Regions from separate parts of the Dromaius novaehollandiae genome. Here region 1 is linked to region 2. Evidence: chromatin contacts called from public Hi-C data. All regions are on one chromosome and are shown on one strand. The core of a region is the stretch at or near the end of the contact, and the rest is flanking DNA. Distances in the headings are between cores, read along the strand shown. Region 1 overlaps LYPD6B (LY6/PLAUR domain containing 6B). Region 2 overlaps LOC112981725 (a long non-coding RNA gene).

The links. A called contact is a pair of places that touch in the nucleus more often than the background predicts.
Region 1: a Hi-C map of ovary shows a contact between it and region 2, with 4 times the contacts expected there. The contact joins two enhancer-like sites. A contact is called at or near these places in 3 of 4 Hi-C or Micro-C datasets (brain, liver and ovary).

Annotation. Positions count from the first base shown.
Region 1 is chr7:3,146,644-3,153,985 of bDroNov1.hap1, forward strand. It overlaps LYPD6B (LY6/PLAUR domain containing 6B), which reads right to left. Exons shown (of 7, transcript XM_064514567.1): 7 at 2,346-6,555. The coding sequence ends at 6,391. Among named protein-coding and RNA genes, the nearest start is that of LYPD6, 35 kb to the left of the region's middle. Within about 2 kb of position 5,013, at least 1 of the 2 cell types and tissues checked has open chromatin away from gene starts, as enhancers often do.
Region 2 is chr7:3,056,807-3,063,317 of bDroNov1.hap1, forward strand. It overlaps LOC112981725 (a long non-coding RNA gene), which reads left to right. Exons shown (of 5, transcript XR_010389890.1): 2 at 1-56; 3 at 2,535-2,683. Among named protein-coding and RNA genes, the nearest start is that of MMADHC, 21 kb to the left of the region's middle. Within about 2 kb of position 2,930, at least 1 of the 2 cell types and tissues checked has open chromatin away from gene starts, as enhancers often do.

The DNA.
Region 1 (7,342 bases), core at 3,763-6,262, 92 kb after region 2:
CCTACAGGCTAAACCGTCCTGACCTTTAAATCAGGCTGTTATTTGCCCCAGCTGAGAATCTGACACAGTGTTTTCCCATTGAGGTTGCACTGATCTTTATCACTGCTTATGCATTTTGTTCCCTTAATCCAAACAGGCATTTACCAGTCATAAGTCTTCAGTGGGCACCAATGTCTTTAAATTTTCCTCTGAGCTTGCCTACTTAATTGAATGTATCATCTAATTGACCACAAGCTTGAGGAATCCCATAGGTCCCAATTATCCCAGGAAATAAACATTATAATTTGCAGTTCCCCAAGATTCAGAAAGGAGGAGAACAAAGAGGGATGGATTGGATTTGACTGGATATTCCTAGCAATCTTTAAGTAAGAGAGTAACACATCATTTCATGACAACCTGTAGAAAAAATTCAGGCCATGAACAAAATGAACAAAATTGTGCATTGGTCAAACCTGGTGCTCCTCCCACCCGTTTCAGAAAAAGAGGTTAAGAATTTCAAATCAGAACATTCTTCCTAAAAAACTGAAAAGTACAGTGCAATACCCTACCCAGGGATATTTTAGGATTATTCCTTCTTCTGTCCTTCTATGCTAACGATTAACAAGGCAGTTCTTCATTAGTCTAAATTTAGAGTTGGCTCCACAGCTGACAATATTTCTCCCATAGCTGAAAAAGGAGAAACAGTATCCATGAAAAACAGACATGAAGATCAGAAAGATCCTCAAGCACTCAATAAATTGCTCCCACTTCAGATCAACCTGCCCTAATTCATCAGGTAGAGTACAGGAACAGTATTATTCAGGTGCAGGGGAGGAAACATGCTCCCTCTTCTCCTTTAAGATGAGGCCTGCTGTCCTTGTTTTCTTAATTTAAAACACCTGCAAATAGCACGCCCTGTAAAACCACCCACTTCTTACAGGGATGGGCTGCTTTCAGAGTTACACTGTGTCAAACTTACAAATACCTTCTGCAGGAATGGCTTTCTGCTCTGAAAGCGCTACAGTTTTTTTTCCACATCTTAATTTTCTTTTGATGTTTTTTGCTTTAAAAAATCAGAAAGAATTCCTACAACATTTTATCCTGTTTAAATGAGAAAAGTTCAAGTTTTCTTTGAAATACTAGTAGCTGACTGTATGCTGATAGTTTTCTTAACTTGGAATTCTAATCTGCACCTGGGCTTCAATTTTTCTGACAAATCAGAAGTCACCATAGAAGCATATTTCTTGTTCTGATGCTTTTCTGATTAAATGCAATAATAAAAATACATTTTCACTGCAGTACTACACTGTGGAATTACTTTACTAATGGTTGCAGCAATTAAGTTTTCAGAAATACAAACAAAACATCTAGTTTTCTCCATGCCTTTAAATGCCTTTAGGTAGAGCATGTCTTTCAGGGTAAGTTGCCCTCCAAAAAGGGAGAACTGGCACCAATGAAGTTTCCTGAAGCCATTAACTGTAACAGTCGAAGCAGATGACATTGTAACAATACTGAATACACCACAGAACTTCACCTAAACTAAGATTTTGCCCATGCTTCCTCAGGTTTTGCAGGTGTTTAACAATCACACTCCCCAATATACAAATATGCACATATACATTATCCATAAGGGTACTCAAAAGCACACAGGTGTATCTGCGATCTTTTCTTCCACGGGGGTACACATACACCGTGCAACGTAGAGGCCAGGAAGAAGAGACAACACGGTCATCCAGAAACTGAAATTGAAACCCCAAGTGCTGATTCGCAGCATACTTGCGCTGTCTAGCATATGCATGAGAAACCTAGAGCACGTTGTATATCTCTCAATAGCTGGTTCACGTACACACAGACAGTTTCTCATTACTCGAGTTTTGTGAAGTGGCAGAGCTCTTTCACATCCTTAAAAGGTTCTCGCTTACACTGCCTGGGGAAAAAGGAATCTCCGCCCCATGAAAAACGTTATGTCCTTGGAAACAATTACATCACGAGCTGGGAAAGTCGAAATCCCATTCCCTTCTTCCCCCCAGGGCTGCAGCATTCTCCTGTCTAGGCTTGCCGACCCTGTGGCTTTGCTGGGCTGCCTATCCCTCCTCTCTCGCTGCGCTCAGGATACCTCCTTACCTCCTTCTCGGTGAATTTCCAGCATGTGTCAGAAGAGAGGGAGTAGCAGAATGTGGCTTCAGTGCAATTTCAGCTCAACATATTCCCCAATTTGCCAACTTTTATCAAACTGAATAAATTTCACAAATGGATTTTCCTTGAATGGCCAGAATCAATAAAATATAGAATAATCTTCTTCATAATTGGTTTTGTTGATTTAAAGAGCAAAAGGATTTTTATCATTTTTGCTTTTTCACCACAAATATTTTTCACCAGCAAATACTTTAATAACTTTAATTAAAAGTGCCATTTCTGAAGAAGATTTAATACAGTGATGCAGAGGTAAGAAAACATCATACAAACCAACACTGAATAGAGGAAAAGGTATTCTGTATTAAAGCTTTCAAAAATAAATCTTCCATACGCTGTCCAGTGCAATGCAAAAAAATGCATCGTTATACACATAGATCACAAAACAACATATATCTTTCATCAACTGCACAAAGTAATTTACTTTCCATTACTGAAGCACAATAATAAAATTCTTTTCAGTTTCTTGTTGAAAGGGCAATGCAAAGGGATCATTCTGCCCACGAATGCACTTCAGTGTGGCACCCACTGCTGTTATCCAGTGTCTGCTGATTCTGGAGATAAAACCGATACCAATACTGAATGAGAATGCAATATTTAATGCCTTATTGTTGGAAGCTGGATGGATATAGAAACATTAGCAAACATGTTCCTGTTCTGCATATAAAATGATGGATGTGCATTTATACAACTTCCATTTGCAGTTACATAGCTAATGTAGGCACTAACTAGCAATATATATTTTTAAGTTATAACATATATGTGAAGCAAATTGATGTGCATGAAATACATACATTATGGAGCTCCTGAAGATTATTCTCTCAAGTCAAATTATTCTCTTACAAGTTCCCCAATGAGCATTTCAGACAGCTATCTAAAGAGAAAATATAGTCCATACTTGAATCTACTTAATAAAATACAAATTTCTAGCATAAGTTAACATTAACATTATGATTGCCTATGCAGACAATCATTTATAAATCCAAAAATATGCACTGTGCTGACTTTTAGCACTATTTTCTCTAATATCAGCACGTATTACTTTTCCTACAAAGTTACCATTTAACATTGGCCTAAAGTAAAATGTGATCAGAAACATAAAGGTTTTACATACATAAAAAGCAGCAAAGGGCACAGTCACTCTTAAATTCTCTGTTTCCTCATCCAAGTGCCTACTTGTGCAGTATTTACAATGCATCAACAGCTTTTTGTATTTTTTTTTTTTTAAGAAACAATAGTCTTAAATTCTGTACCAACAAAGATACTGATCTATCAAGGCTGACCAGAATTGATCCTTAACATCCTGCACTACTGTATTTTTTTTTATTCTGTTAAAAAATAAACCTTTGTCAACACCCAATGCTTTCTTAAGCCCATCTTGCTTTCTTTAGTGTTTATTTTAAAAAGGAGAAAATTAAAATCAAACAAACTATTCTGGCACTTCAGTAGAATGCTTCATTTTTTTTTTTTAACCTAAAATGATTCTTAGAAATTTCACCAAATTTAAATTATGAGCAGGTTTCTTAACTTTTCAGTGTGTCAAACGGAAAAAAATTGTTTCAGCCCAGCCAAGAACACCCCCCCAGAGCCCAGCTCTTCTGGAGGTCGCAGAGAATCTCAGCCCATCTCCTGAGCAGCACTCCCGGGTCTCCCTGGCACTCCTCAATGCCTTGGAATGGCATTTGTACTGTAAACAAGCATCAGCACTTAGATTATTATAAAGTATTTACAGTAAACTCATTTAAGACCATAAGCAATCTTAAGGCCTTGTTAAGACTGCAATAATTATTCCCAGAAACAATTACCTAGTGCTGGAGGCAAAAATAGGAAAAATATCGTGGTCCAAAATGTGGAAGACAACTTGATTTCACTTTACTACGGAATTCCCCTCTGAGCAGAGGGCAAACCTGGCATGGTTATTCCACAAGAAAAAACATCCAACAACCCTACAGACCATATAACAAAAAGATGACATTTAGTGATGAAAAATATTGAACAATCTTAATTATGTTTGTTATTATGTATGACACCAAGATTAATGCTACAGACGTTACCTAGGGATGATCTTTGAATAAAGGAAAAAATTTCTTCAGAACATCTTCAGGCACTTGGCCTGCTGGACTGCGCAGCAGCAGCCATCAGAACCCAGAGCCTGAAAAGTCTTCATTTAGGCAGCAAGAACTGTCTTGCATCTGCAAGAAAAAAGTGTTTCCATCCAACTTTTACAACTGTGCAATTGCCTGTCATCAAATCGCGGGCTGACTCTTAGACATATTTACATATTCTAAAAATAGTATGTTGCCATTTTAGAATGTGATCAAACTATAAACATTTCAAAATCAGTATTTTCAGCCACTAGTTTAAATATATTTGGTGATTTAAAATAGCTAATATTTAAGCCAATATTTATGTAGCAGTTTTTTCCCCCCACAATTTCTAGGGTTATCTGTATTTTTCAGAGATCAGTTTTGAATCTCTTTTTAAAAGTAAGTTTTAACGATCCCTCCTCTGAAAAATATTTTGACAATTTATGATAATTTTTAACCAATTCCTTTAAGAAGAGGAAAAGACATCATTTTGTTCAAAAAAAAGAAACAAAATGAAATGCAGTTCTTCAACCTTGCTAGGTCAGATCTTTAGCTATGCTGCAATATATAAGGGTTGTCAGAGCAAGTCTGTGAAAAAGGTGGGGAGATGGAAGAAAACGCAGCCAGGCAAATAGGACCATCTGAAATCTGTTAGGACTTAAAGTCTCATTAAAACCATCCTGAGAAACATCAAATAACATCAGTGCCTGCTGGCCTCCACAATTAGGGGGTCTGCACTCCAAACAACATAAGCTAAACTATTAACAAAGTAGCCAACATACACAGTGTAAATGTGACCTATTACAGACTGTATTTAGGTCGATGCAACAGGAGTCCTGAAATGTACTGTACTGAGCTACAACGGGTGAAGCGAGAGTTCAGACAAGCAGCTTAGGTGTGCTGGTCTGCAGCACAGCATTGACAAAGGAAAGAAAAGAGAGTTTTTAGTACATCTAACAGTAACTAAACTCTATTTGTCAAATTTGCAGCTGTTCATCTAGTTGACACACAGTCATTTAAATGATGAAAAGACAGAGTTAAGGTAGGCAAATACACATTAAACCCCCACTATTGTTACGAAAAGCAGAATCTTGGCCCAAACTTTTCAGATGTGGGTGTTTAAACTAGATAAAAGTGATACCCAGCGTTCTGGGATATTGAAAAGCGCTAAGTGCTTACAATTTAAAGATCCCTCAAGGACACTAACATTTCTGGTAGTCTTCTGCTAACCAAGAGTAGACCTCTCCTTATTTACACCAAGTGCCCATTTACAGTTTTTATGATACAGTAGTTGCTTGACCGTAGCTGCAATTTAAAAGTCATGTTATTATCAACACCTTAAATAATATCACAAGGACAAAGATTCAGAAGCTGAGCAGCTGAGGTGGGACTCTATTACAAGCAAACTATCCTCTTGAGGGAGAGGGAAAAAAGAATTCTGATCTACGAACCCAAATAGGTAACGATCTTTAGACAGAAATTTTGGATAATTTCACATTATTTTATAATCTGAGGGTGAGACAATGTTTTACAGAAAAGAAAGATACAGTTTTAAAATTATTTTCTATTATTTCCAATAGATGTGACAGCTCTGATCAAAACAGAAAAAACATCTCTCATATATGTACTCTATGAAAACCATAACTAAGGATAAGCTTAAATATACCTGTTGATCAAGACAAGACACTCCATGTTATTTATGCACAGTGAAAAATAGTTTAAAACCAGTTTCCATTAAGACACCTGTTGGCATATGGTCCATCAAAAGTCCCCTTTCATCTCATGTGGCAAAGTAATTGTCTGCAGACACTTCTTTTCTCTGTTCAAGAAACATGCCACGCATATGTGAATTTCCACCATAAAATAGTGGACTATAATAACTTAAAGTTCACTGTGCTGCCTAGTCACTAGTGGTTTCTTTTAAATACTGCAGGCCATTTGAAGTATTTTCACTAATGTATCCAGGGACTTCATGATGTACACGTCTTCCCACTGTTTTCTTAAATTCTTATGTAATTTGAGAAGTAGCTGTGATTTCACCTTGCACATCCTGAAGCAATCTTCTTGCAGCTTTTTACAGGCCCACAGAAGGGCAAACCCTCTCAAGCAGATGTAATGGGAGGTTGCTGCATCAGGACAACATAACCATCATGACTGATGCAAGCAATGCAGTGTTGACTGTCCACCTGCAGCCATCTGACGTTCTCCGTGCATGCAATACAGCAAACACTGCATTTGTGTGATTGGTTGGTATTCCCACATTGCAAATCATACCTTCACAGCAAGAAACGCATTCCTGTTGAGAAAAAACAGATCACTGGGCACAGGCTAATTCAGCAGTGGTTTTTCAAGCTATATGTTCTTTCAACTTATTGCAAAGGTTACAACTAAGTAGACTAATCACTTCCACCTGGCAGCCCCTGACCCAAATCAGCAGATGGAGGGTATCAGTTACAGCACCTCTTCCAAAGTCATGCACCACGGCGTTCTGACAGGAGCTCATCACCCAGTGTGGTCACCGGGCTTCAAAACTGGGACATGATGCGGCACGTCATAGAAAATAGGGAAAGCTTTCCACAGCTTTCCCCTTCTAACACATTAACTACAAACACGTTTGAATGTTTTGAGTTCCAGCTTTTTAAACTAAAATATTCTGACTGTAAAACTTCTGTTCCCATTTATTTTTCCCCTCAAGCTTTTGTATTCAGTGTAGCCTTGCATGCTTAACTTCAGATCTCCTTTTTTTTCAGTTTTCCAGTGCCACAGAACCACTGACAAAGCTGATTTTCAAGAGGGACTCTAAAAGTAACTTTCCTTACTTAATATTCCTTACTAAAAAAGCCAGGAGAATGCCATTTTCCATTTTAAACAAAGGAACAAAAGTTCTTGTAAGATAAAATGCAGCAGAAGACAAATGCTGCATGATCATTTCCTACTCTCAATCCATCAAAACCTGTCGAAATCAATGAAAATCTGCTCAGATAACATACAGATCCTTTTATATTTAACAGGTGTTGTCTGCTTCTTCTTAGGTATCTGACATCTTTCATGTTAAAAATAATTCCAACCCAAAGATTTTAGGA
Region 2 (6,511 bases), core at 1,680-4,179:
AAGACTGACTGATGAAGGAGAATGAAGCATACCTATGTGAATAACTGGAAGTCCTGGTGAGTGGATAGTAGAGGACTGAAACATTTCACTTGATTCAAAATGTAGTATCTCATATACAGATATTTTTATGTATTCATTTTCTGCAGGACATTTTCACATAAAAAATTATTTTGAAATGAAACACACTTTTACACAAAGTCAGAATGCATATACAATTACTGATGTTCTCTCTGAGGTAGCTTTTTTGCTGCACATGCATCAAATTTTTTTTTTTCCTATTTGAACTGTCCCTATGTACCTAAAAGTCGTGGTGGACTTTAAGCTTCCCTTTTAAACAGGTGGATTTTATGCTTTTTTGTTAGGATCCACTAGGAAATCCATAGAGATAACCCAAAGCCTGTAAAGTTGTATTTCCATAGCTTACACGTCCACATCCATGGCTCTTGATAATGTCTTGCTGAGTAGATTAAGAGCTCAAACAGTATCAGTGTTCTTAACCTGAGTTAGCTAACTCATGTCAAAAACAAGGTATATTCTACTTATCAGAGAGCTTCAATTGGTTGTTAACTCAGGCTAACACTAAGACTTTAATTCAAGTTAATGCATCTGAATTATTTTGTAATGAAGACAAGGCAGAATGCATTAATGCTTCTACTCCAGTGTCCCTCCAGGGGGAAAAAAGATATGCTCAAATGTATTTACTTATTAGTAGGGCCAAGTTCACATAGCTGGATATTCTGAATGTTTCCTGCACAAATTACTGTGTATGTTTTGCCAAGTTTTCATATTAGTCTTTGGAGGAGAGGCATCATTGATAGAGCAATATTTGCAGTCCCTCAGCTTTCTGAATAAATGTTTTCAGGACATGATGGTAATAGAGTAAACCCAGTATGTTCATTAGCAGCACTAACAACTCATTGTAGTCTTTGATAGCTCCACTGAATAGCCCATTCTTTATCATCTCATTTAATCCTAAGGTGGTAAAATATTTAGCTTAAGATCAAAAAGAAACTAATCTGTAGTTCAGCTGGAATTCAGCATTCTATTGCCTTCTGATACTTTTTCAGGGGAAATAGTTGGAATGAAATGTAGAAAGTAGGCTGAGAAATGAAAGAACCAGCTATGTGGACAAGAACACAGATCAGATAGTGCTACTGTCGTAGAATCGAAGATGAAAGCACTTGAAAACAGCCTTGAAATTGAGGCTACATTAAACACGCATACATATAATTTCACTTTGGACTTTTTAAAATCCTAAAACTTCAGCATTGGTGGCTATGTTGTTTTGCCTTTTAATGTAAATATTTCATTTTATGTCATTTTATGTTCTAAGAGGCTGTGATTGATTTCTTGATTCTTTTAGCTTGAAAAAGCATCAGATGGGCAGATACTGTTCATAGATAGGTGTGCTGTAAAAACAAAGATGGTAGCTCCAAAAAACGTATAATCTGTTCAATTGTTGTATCAGGAGTGAGCAGTAAGGTTGTTCAGTATTTTCCCGCAGAGGAACATAATTATGGAAAAGATATTAATATACAGTAAAATTCCTGCAGTTTATTTTAAGTAATTACCTTTCCTTAGCTTTTCAAGCATAACTTAAGCAGGGCTAACTCTCTAATATTAATAGCAATGGTGAAGTAGTGAAGTTTTGACCTTGTTATATAAACCATTGGCCAAAGAACTTCCATCAGCATTCAAAGACATGTGCTGCACTTCAGCACTGATTACTGCCATTAATATGAACTTTTTTTTTTAATCTTCTGGGGGCAGGTCATCAGCTGCTTTAAATCATTTTGTTGAAGCCAGCAGACCTATTTCAATGCCCACCAAATAAAGATGCATCATACTTAAACACATAAGGAAAGTTAAGCATTTCCATGCATGGGTGCTTTCTGCTTGCTATTCCAAGTCAGTCAGTTGAAGCCTTTTGTGCTCTTAAGTTTTCGTGCAGGCTGACACTTGCATAGCGGAAATTTTCTATAAATCTGGAAGTTGTCCAGGAGCTACATGCACATACGCACACACACACATCCACGCACTCAAAGCTTGGAGCAGCTGCTTGGTGACAACAATAACATCTTCTATCAGCTGCAAGAATAAGTTATGTATTGGCTTTTTCATAGGATCTCCTCTATTATAATTCTCTTTGTTTCCAAGAGAATAATGGCATCTGACAGCATTCTTTGTCAGAAGCAAATCCTTGCAAGGGGACGCATGCAGCACTGATTATATATACCACTTAGATCCGTTTCAGAGTTGCAGTGTTTGCATTTGGCATGTGAGTGTTTGCTGTACCCTGTTAATATGCAGGGTCTAACCTCAGTGTGTGTGTGCTCACATGTGCCTTAATCAGGTGACTAAGATTGAATTGTTTGCTCTTGATCACATCCTAAATATTACATACTGGAACACAAAAAGTCTTAAAATAACAAATTCTAGCAGCAGCACAGTGAAGCTGGATTTGCTGCAAGACACTGAAAAAACCTGTTTTCTAATTAAACAACCCCCTTCCCTCTCCTGCTCGTTACCACCAGGTCTCAGCAATGTTCCAGGTGGGTAATCAGGGGCCAAACAGCGCTGCAGCTGCTTCCCCGGGCTGTTTGGTAGCTGCTCCACACTGAAGTCCTGCTCTGCTTGTGTTCCTGGAGCATGGATCTGCTGTGGGACCTTTTTATCTGAACTGGTAAAGTAATCCTCTCTCTATGGAGATTATATGATTGATATGATGGTATTGCCTCAATTTAGATAAATTTTGTTCAATTCTGAATCCTGCGAAGTCTGAAAGATAGCTTACATTGCTGCATGAACACTTAGGTCTCAAGGAAGGGAAGAGTGCATGAAGGTCCTAAAGCTTTTTGAGGGACTGTACGTAGCTCTAGCAGTACTGCACAGCCCCTGGGGGTGAGTTCATCTGGGCTTGTGTTTACACGCCGTGCTCAAGGGGAGGACGGGACTTAGATGAGGGGCAGTCTAGGCTTTTAGCATAAATTCCTGCTTGGTCTGCAAATGGTTGCAAGCCTCATTTGTCTCTGTCTGAGCGGCAGTTTGAGGAAAGAGACTCAAGCATGAAATCTGATGCAGTATTTGCTGAGCAGCTGACATGGTGAGGGGAGAAAAAGCCTGAGGACATTCAGTGAAGTTTTGTGTTGGTAAAGTACTTGGGTGGTTTTGTACCACCTCAGGGCTGATTTTGCTGCATAAACCATCTGGCTGCTGATCAGCCAGGTACTGTGCAGCCTATGAACTATAATGTTGTTTTTACTTCAGACAGCCTGAAACTGGAAAATCTTAGACCAGATTCTTTGCTAATTTGAACAGAACTTCAACCTCAGAGTGGAGCTAACAAGCTCAAATACATATAGTTTCTTAATAATTTTTGAGACTGCTTTGTTTACTTCCAGGACTTACATAGGTCTTGGGGGGGGGGGGGGGGGTTGTTTGCTTCCCCCCCGCCCTTTAATTTTGTCCAGTGATCTTTGCTTCCTCTAACTAAGCAGGAGTCTTTGTGCAGCTAATGTGTATTAAAACCAGAAGTGCATAAAGCTTCAGGAATATTAAAAAACAGAGAATAGCAAGAGAGCAAAGATGATGATGAATAGTACAGTGGGAAGACCTAGAGATGTGAGAGAGGTGCCTTTGCAAAGAAGTGTGAAAAAGGAAGTTTGTTTTTAGTGTAGGAGGGGGAGAGCAGTACCCTTGCTAGCTTGGTAGCCCCTGCGTGTTTGGTTGGCCCACTAAAGCATGAGGAGTCAGGGAGAGAGGAGCGAAAGAGATCAGCAAAGTTCAGGATTTTAAGACATAGGAAGGAATAAACATTATCATTGTATTATTATATTAGTAATTCTTACAGACAGCAGTCATCTAGAGTTAGAATCAAATCAATCCCAATTAGCTAACTCCATCCTGTTATTTATGAAAGTTTCAGAGCAATGCATGGTTTTCACTTCAGTGGAGTTTGCCTACAGTATGACATCCTTCCCGGTTCTGCCCTGTAAAATTCAGAGGAACGAGACCTGCTGTTCATGGCATTTTTGTGCTGGTGCTCATTCTCATAATAATCCTCAACCTGAAATGTGAAAATGGGATTCCTAGAATAGCTCAATGAAGAAAAGTACTGATTATGCAGACTTGATTCTTTTCCAGTGTTTTCTGCCCTCACAAAGAAAGAGTTACCATTTTGGGAGGGTCCCATTTGATGACCCATGTATTCTATAGAAACTTGAACAAACACATTGGCTGGCCCACCAGGGCATGGGTTTTGATCTTAGCAGTCCTCCAAGGCCACTGCTCTTCCAGTTAATCTTGTTAAAGAATGTGCAGTGCCTGTGGCAGGATGAGATTAGGAATCCAAACATATTTGTGCTCTCCAGCTCGGCCACAGAGCTCATGTTGCCTTTGCCAATTTTTTTTTTTTTTTTTAACAAAACCACAATTATCGTGGGCTGATTCTGACAGCAATTTAATACCCTAAGGGGGGAAAAAAAGAGGGGGGAGATTGAGTGGAAAGCTTATGTAGTCTGTCTGCCAGAAACAACAGGGAAGTGAATAGCACAGTCTGTGTGCAGCAGATATAGTCATTTTTAGATCAGGCTGTTTTGTCGATCTAATCAGATTTTATGTCTTTTTTTTAATGATTCATCCAATTAAGCTCATTTGTTCAGTCTATTGTTTAATGGTAAATAACAGATATAAAAAAAAATCACCACCTATGTAGTTGTTCTACTTGGTATTAGTTCTAATGTAGTTATTCTATTTATTTGGCATTAAATGCATGTTTCCTAGGCTTTTTGGACAGCAGCTTTTCACTAAAGACTGTGCATATCCAGCAACTATCTGTGGTCAACTTGTTCTTCTCCCTATGGGTGTCCTGTCCTGTTTTTTTAATTGTTGTTTTGTTCTGAAGTGATATATATGTACTATATGGCACATGGTGTGTATAAATATGTATGGTATTTACAGATAGATGAGTAGTAGTGTGCCTGTCTGGCTCATATACAATTTGAGGCTTTATGTGTGTGCACGTAAGTCAAAGACTAAAACTCCATTTTTGGACAGAGAAATGCTTTCTCCTTTATAAAGGCGTATTTCTTCGATGTACACTTTCACGTTGTAATGTGAGTTATTTCCCCAGTCACTTCTTGTGTGAATTGGATTGTATATAATGTTACCTCATTTAGGAGAATTGGTATTCTGTCAAGAACATTTCAGAACAAGAAGTTAAAGTATGGATATTTTCACAAATGAAAATAATTGAGCAGGTTAACTGATGTGGTACACTCAATTTTGGAATGTTTCCTCTCTATGTCAGCCTCTTTTATTCAGATTTTTTACTGTGTCAGACATTGAAGAGCTGTTCGCAGACTCACTGGGGACCTGAGTTTGGAAGGGACCTCTGGAGGTCATCTGGTCCAAACCCCCTGCTCACTGCAGGGTTGTCTAGAAATGGCAATTCAATGAAATGTCAATAAGCAAAATGCCATTAATAAAAAATCAACCCCTCCCATCCTTCCTCCTGCATACCCCTTGGAAAAAATGGTTCTGAAAACCTGTCGTATACCGATGAAAATAGATTTAACTTAGCACCAAAGTTCTAGTGTAACAAATGAGGTCTTCTCCTACCCACCGGTACCTGCAGCAAGAATAAGAAACATCTTGGCTTTATGCTCTTGACAACTGTCCGTCTGTGGAATTTGCCATCTCCCATTAAAGAAGGAAACGTGGCCTCCCCTGGGCGAAAGCCAAGGGCTGGTGGCAGGTCTCCGAGACTGACACACGAACCTGCAATCCGCATTAGACCCTGGGCTAAGTAATAGTTGCAAACTGATCATGGCTTATGGCTTCCATGAGATGCTGCACTGCCTTTAAAGTAATGATGTTTCACCTTGGCAATGGCAATTCTTCTCTTATTTTTGAAATAAGACTTAGAATACTGTTTCAGGAGTTGCACAAATACAAAGGTCTAATCACTGTGGATTCTTACAAGGGAAAACTAACAGGATTATGAGACTGAAATTTCATGCAGCTGGGTGTTATGCTTCGCTGAGAAAGTAATCTCTGCCACTAAAACTGCAGAGTCCAACAGATAGGAAAAGCTTTAAGGAAAGTAAATGTATTGTGAGGCCTGAGCTTTGGGGAGGGTTCTGTCTTTTAATTAATGCTATATTGTTTCAATAAAGTTATTCATGCTGTAATTAATGCCATATTGTTTTAAAACAAGGATATTTGTATCAAGCTACAAAGAGAGGTGTTTTTTTGTTTGCTTAACAAAAGCAACATAACCTCTCAAAGAACAGGACTGATCTTTCATTAGGCTTTGGAAAGCTATACATTTCAGTCCGGCCTCAGCTGAATGAGGTATGTAAGCACGTCCTTAGCTTTAAACACACTGCTTTGACTTCAGCTGTTGGTCAAAATTAAGCTACTGCATCAGAATAGGAAGTATGAATGTGATCTGTGCTTTATTAGCATGTCGAAAACTTGAGGAGAAGATGCACAGAATCAAAGATCACCC